2 separate regions of the Ovis aries genome follow, and region 1 is linked to region 2. A link is a contact called in public Hi-C data. All regions are on one chromosome and are shown on one strand. The core of a region is the stretch at or near the end of the contact, and the rest is flanking DNA. Distances in the headings are between cores, read along the strand shown. Region 1 holds the start of URB2 (URB2 ribosome biogenesis homolog). Region 2 holds the start of RAB4A (RAB4A, member RAS oncogene family).

Region 1 (2,700 bases), core at 75-2,574, 360 kb before region 2:
TGTTGGAAAAATACAATACAAAAAAAATTATGACTAAAGCACCAATACAAACATACCAACCACTTATAATCCTATAAAACTGAGATAAATGTAGCTTTGAGTTTCCTAAAAGTCATAGTAAAAATGGAAAACATCAGATTAAATCATTCTCATTCTATTAAAGTAAACAAGTCAGCTCCTCAAAGGAGAAAGGTTTTCATGGTACTTAATACTGAAATAGAGATCCCAGGTGGCTCAGTGGATAAAGAATATGCCTGCAATGTAGGAGACACAGAGATGCAAGTCCATCCCCAGGTCCAGAAGATCCCCTGGAGAAGGGCATGGCAACACACTTCAGTATTCTTGCCTGGAGAACCCCGTGGACAGAGGAAGCTGGTGGGCCACAGTCCACAGAGTCACAAAGAGTCGGAAACGACTGAAGGACGGACCACAGCACTGCAAACAGCAACCAAATAGGACCAGTGAAATATGGAGGCAAAATCGCGGCCTCAAGATTCTATTTTAAATACTCTCAAACGAAAAGAGTTTGATCTACTGAGAGCTGGATCACTGGATTTCTTTAATCTAAGGGGTCCGAAATTCTCCAGACCTACCTTCAGAATTAATTCTCTATAGGCAATTTTACAAGGGAATAAGGAATGATACTATTCCTCTGTTACAGAGACCAGAACAGTCAAAAGATGTCAGTCTGCCGTGTGTCAAAACATCCAATATACATCCAACAGTTACTAACTTAACTGTGAAATTCAATGTCGACCATCACGACAGCTACCAAGTACTTAAAAAGCGTCTGAAGAACTGGCTACAAAGACGCCCCAGACAACTCTCCTAGACCTGCCAACCTTGGGCTCCCGGTGACCTCAACGATCTCTGCGAACGCGCGTGGGAAGTCGGGTTGAGGACCACAAACCCGCGAGGACAGCAAAGCCGCGTCCGTCTTGCGCGTTCACACGCCGGAACCCTGAGGAGCTCAAGGAAGCTAACAGCCAGGAGGCAGGCGAGAGGACGCCGGAGGAGCGACCAGCGGGGAGGACCGGGCCTTGGTGGGGAGCTCACCTGGAGGGACGTGGTCACCTGGCAGGAGCCGCGATCGGGGCGGAAGGCCGGCCGGGAGGGGACTCACCTGCCGGCAACCCCAGGTGAGGAACTCACGCAGGCCCCGCCGTGAGGCGCAGCGGACTGGTCGGAGGTCAGTCCCCGAGTCGGGAGCTCTCCCGGCGGTCAGTCCCGGACCTCGCGGGGCCTGACAGCAACAACGGGAGCGACTCCGGAGCTACCACGTGAGGGCCTCGCTCCTTCCGCCCAAAGCCAGCCGCCCGGGTTTGGGCGGCGCGGCGCTGGGAGGGGCGGAAGGAGCGCGGGGGCGGGGCGGCGCGCGCGCCAGGCATCGCCAGCCGAGCGCCGAGGCGCCGCGCCCATTGGCGGAGACAGCTGCGCGTCGAGGCCCGAGCGGCCCGGCCCAGCCCGCGGCGGCTCCGCGTTAGTCAGTCATGGGGCGGCCGCCCAGAGCCGCCGCGGGGGCGGCGGGGCTCGGGGCTCGGGGGTCCGGCTGAGCCGGCCGCGGATAGCGAGCCTGCCGCGAAGGCGACGGAGGCGGACGCGGGGCGACCCCGGCGGCAGCGGCGGCGGGGGGAGCGGGAGCCGCCTGGGATGTTCAGTGAGTGCGGGCGGCGGGCGCGGGTGGCGGCGCGGCCTAGGCAGTGGGGGCGGGGCGGGCCGGCGTGGCTGCGGGCGGCGGCCCCGCCCGGAGGCCCGGAGCGCGGGCCGGCGCTCCCGGGCGTCTAAGCTAGAGGAGTGTCTCTAGGCCAAAGTCGGGCTGAAACTCGGCACATGGTGGCGGGGAGGACGCTGACGAGCGCGGCGGCCCCCACCTGCGAGGGCGCCCTCGAGGCGGCCGCACCCCTGACAGCCGGCTGCGGGCTGTGCGCCGCGGAGCGCCGAGGCCGCGGAGCGCCGGGGCGAGGCGTGGGCGGGGAGCCGCAGGGGAGCGAGCCGGCGTCCTGGGCTCGGCGGAAGTGGGGCCCTTCACACTGCGGCGGGGGCGCCCCGGGTCGGCCCCCCGCGGCGGCCGGCTGAGCCCTGACCTCTGACCTTGCAGGTGGAGGTCTCGGAGCTGAAAGCCGGCCTGCGGGACCCGGGCCGCGCCGGCAGCGGCGCGCGGGGACTGTCTGCTCCTAGGTGACCCAGCGTTGCGGGGAGGGGGGAAGGGGACTGCGGTGGCCGACCTCGGCCTGGGTCCCAGCCCTGCTTGAGGGTGGAAGTCAGAAGAGGAGTTCGGGCCATGTCCTTACACTCAGGGAAGCGTCTCGTAGTGGATGGGCTTGATGTCTACATCGGCCTTCTGTGGAGACCATGTACCTACCTGTAATCTCTATGAGCATTCGTTTCTTCTGGGGTATTGACTGATAACTTAAAAGTGGACTTTTTAAAGGATACCCAAAAGAGGAATAACGTATATGGAAATACCTGACAAATAGGATGTGTTCTGTTAATACTAATTATCGGCTATTACAATTACTTTTTGGGTAGAGTACTTTGTAGGTTCCATGTGGGCGTAAATTTTTTGCATTAAATGTGAAGCATTTTTATGAATTATAAATATTTCCTGCCTTACGAATCCGTATTAAGCTGGAAAACCAAAAAGTGGGCTTACCTTAAGCATTTTTTGTTTTTGGTCATCAACGGTAAATCAGTGTGTTT
Region 2 (2,824 bases), core at 231-2,730:
CCACTTGGTTTCTTACTTGGACTTTCCACTGCTCCCATGTGCTCCTTCTCCAGGTCAGAGAGGGAAAAAAAAGCGTGGGGAAAGGAGCACTTGAAAAATAAAGAAAAAGCAAAAGCATAACCAACACTTGCTGGAGAAATGGATTTTTTTTTTTTTTTTTTAGGAAATCTGACTATGGTTCTCTATAGAGAGGCAGACCACGTGGATGTGGCAAGTACAGTAACATTAGAAGCTCTGACAACACTGATCCTTACAAGCCAGGGGTGTGGTTTCCGACTCCCTAAACCTTCTAGGAATAGCTGTCTTGCTCCCAGTGTTACCAAGAACAAGGCAGGTACCAGGCACAGGAGTGGCTGAAGGTGGAGCAAATGCCTGGGTGCTTGAGGGGCCTCAGCCACAGTCCTCTTACAGGCATCCTGGATCCCTCAGGGCCTGGGCACTTGTAGACCAGTTAATGCCTCCGTGCCTCAGGTCTGAGTCACATTTCTTTTTAACATACCTTCAGAGACCATATTCCTTCAGAACTCCAGCCTGGGTTTTTTTTTTTTTTAATATTCACTAGTATCATAAGTGGATTAACACTGTATCCCCCAATGGACTAGCTTGCCAAGACCAGAACAGTGCAGGAGGGTACCTTGCACTGTTGGAAACCACACCAGCCCGTAAAGCCGGTCCACACCTATCTGCTGACAGAAAGGGGCAGCACGCCAGGGCACACGGAAGAAGACATGACGAATTTGACTAGAGGTAATGTTTTTGAACTCGAGCCCCTCCCTGGGGCTGTAAAATCAAAATCAGACTTAATCTGAGAATGCCCAATCTCAGAGTGACTCCAGACTGGTAAACACTAGTAAACCTTGATACAAAGCAGAGATGTACTCTATTGTTTATTTTTACCACGCAGGACAAAAACACACAGATTATGAATTGGGAAGGCTTTCGTTTATTTAAAAAAAAAAATGTCTGCTGGCTGCCTTCGGGTGTGAGTGCTACAGAAGAAGCAAAGATCAAGCAGAACAGGCTCTGCTTCCGAGGTGTTTATAGTCTTGCAAAGATACATTTATAAACAGCCACCATACAGCTTGAAAGGTCTCGGAAGGAAGAAATGCCTGTCCATAAGTCCTTGTAATTTGCGTGCAAAGGAAGGAATTTCAAGCAAGGAAAGGTCAAAGTGGAAGAGTCGAAGAACACACTCAACTGCAGGCGTCGTCCCAAGTCCTTCACATCCCTCGCTGGGGACAGCATCGCAGTCTCTAATGGGCTTCCCTAAACCCTGAACTAACATCAGACCAAGAAACGGAAACCCTACCGGCAAGTACGCGGAGAAGCAGCAGGCAGACCCTCGGAGAAGCAGATCACATAGCCGGGCTACCCTCGGGCGGCCGCGCCCCAGCACTGGGATCCCGGTCCCCACGCCCCCGGCCCCGGCCCGCGCCCCCCGCCCCGTACCGTAGGTCTCGGACATGGCCGTCTGCGACATCTTGGGAGCGGCTCCGCCTCTCGCGGGGCGCCGCTGCGGCTCCGCCGGGCCGGCGGCAGGGAGGCCGGGGAGTCGGCCGCGCCTCGGTGGGGAACGCGAGGGGCAGCGAAGCGGAGGAGGGAGGGGCCCGCGGTCCCCGCGGCAACTGCCGGCCCCCAGCTGCTGCGGCCCCGCCGGACTGCGGGCTCCGCGCAGGCGCACGGCCCCGCCCCGCTGTCCGGGCGCGGAGGGGAGGGGAGGGGAGGGGCGGCCGGGAGGGGAGGGGAGGGGCGGTGGGGAGGGGAGGGGAGGGGCGGCCGGGAGGGGAGGGGAGGGGAGGGGCGGCGGGGAGGGGAGGGGAGGGGCGGCCGGGAGGGGAGGGGAGGGAGGGGCGGCCGGGAGGGGAGGGGAGGGGAGAGGCGGCCGGGAGGGGAGGGGAGGGGCGGCGGGGAGGGGAGGGGCGGGGCGTCGGGGAGGGGAGGGGCGGGGACCCGGCGCTCGCTGGGGGCGCGCGGGGAGGGAAGGGGAGGGGAGGGGCGGCGGGGAGGGGAGGGGCGGGGCGTCGGGGAGGGGAGGGGAGGGGCGGCGGGGAGGGGAGGGGAGGGGCGGGGCGGCCGGGAGGGGAGGGGCGGGGCGGCGGGGAGGGGAGGGGCGGAGACCCGGCGCTCGCTGGGGGGCGCGCGCGGGCCGGCTGGGGCGGGGCCGGCCGTGGGGCGCAGCGGAGCCGGGGCGGGGCGCAGCGGAGCCGGGGCGGGGCGCAGCGGAGCCGGGGCGGGGCGCAGCGGAGCCGGGGCGGGGCGCAGCGGAGCCGGGGCGGGGCGCAGCGGAGCCGGGGCGGGGCGCAGCGGAGCCGGGGCGGGGCGCAGCGGAGCCGGGGCGGGGCGCGCGGGGGCGGGCGGCCCCTGCGGTGGCTGCAGGGGTGGGGAGCCGTCGGCGGCCCGCAGGCCCGGAGGTGACCGGGAGGGGCTGGGGGTGTCCGGGGCTGAGCATCACGGTCCGCTCCCGCACAGAGGAGGCTGAGTGCCCGCCTCGGAGAGGCAGGCCGCCCTTTGCCAGGTGGGCCGCCTCCGCAAAGACGTGGCCGTCGTCATCTGGGGCACTCGGCCAACGAAGGACTTCCTCTGAGCTGCAATGATCAACCCGGGTCGGGGTGAATGTGTAACTAGGCGGCGGCGGCCGCAGGTGTCCAGCGGGAGGCCAGCGCTGCCGGCTGGGAGGCAGGCTGACCTGCCGGGGATGGAGCTTTCACTCCTGACCCGCGGGGGCCTCGCCGGTGGGGCTGAGCTGGCGTCTGGGGAAAGCTGACAAAATCTCAGGATGTACCTGTGCCGAAGAGTCCCTAGAAAACTGTAGTCGTCGCCCCTC

Evidence for each region. A called contact is a pair of places that touch in the nucleus more often than the background predicts.
Region 1: a Hi-C map of hypothalamus shows a contact between it and region 2, with 3 times the contacts expected there. The contact joins the promoter of URB2 here to the promoter of RAB4A in region 2. A contact is called at or near these places in 3 of 16 Hi-C or Micro-C datasets (blood, hypothalamus and muscle).

The regions. Positions count from the first base shown.
Region 1 is chr25:1,132,253-1,134,952 of ARS-UI_Ramb_v3.0, reverse strand. It overlaps URB2 (URB2 ribosome biogenesis homolog), which reads right to left and starts at 1,324. Exons shown (of 10, transcript XM_042240854.1): 1 at 1,124-1,324. It overlaps TAF5L (TATA-box binding protein associated factor 5 like), which reads left to right and starts at 1,448. Exons shown (of 6, transcript XM_042240859.2): 1 at 1,448-1,657; 2 at 2,099-2,178.
Region 2 is chr25:776,997-779,820 of ARS-UI_Ramb_v3.0, reverse strand. RAB4A (RAB4A, member RAS oncogene family) reads right to left here and starts at 1,480. Exons shown (of 7, transcript NM_001161863.1): 1 at 1,450-1,480. The coding sequence starts at 1,480.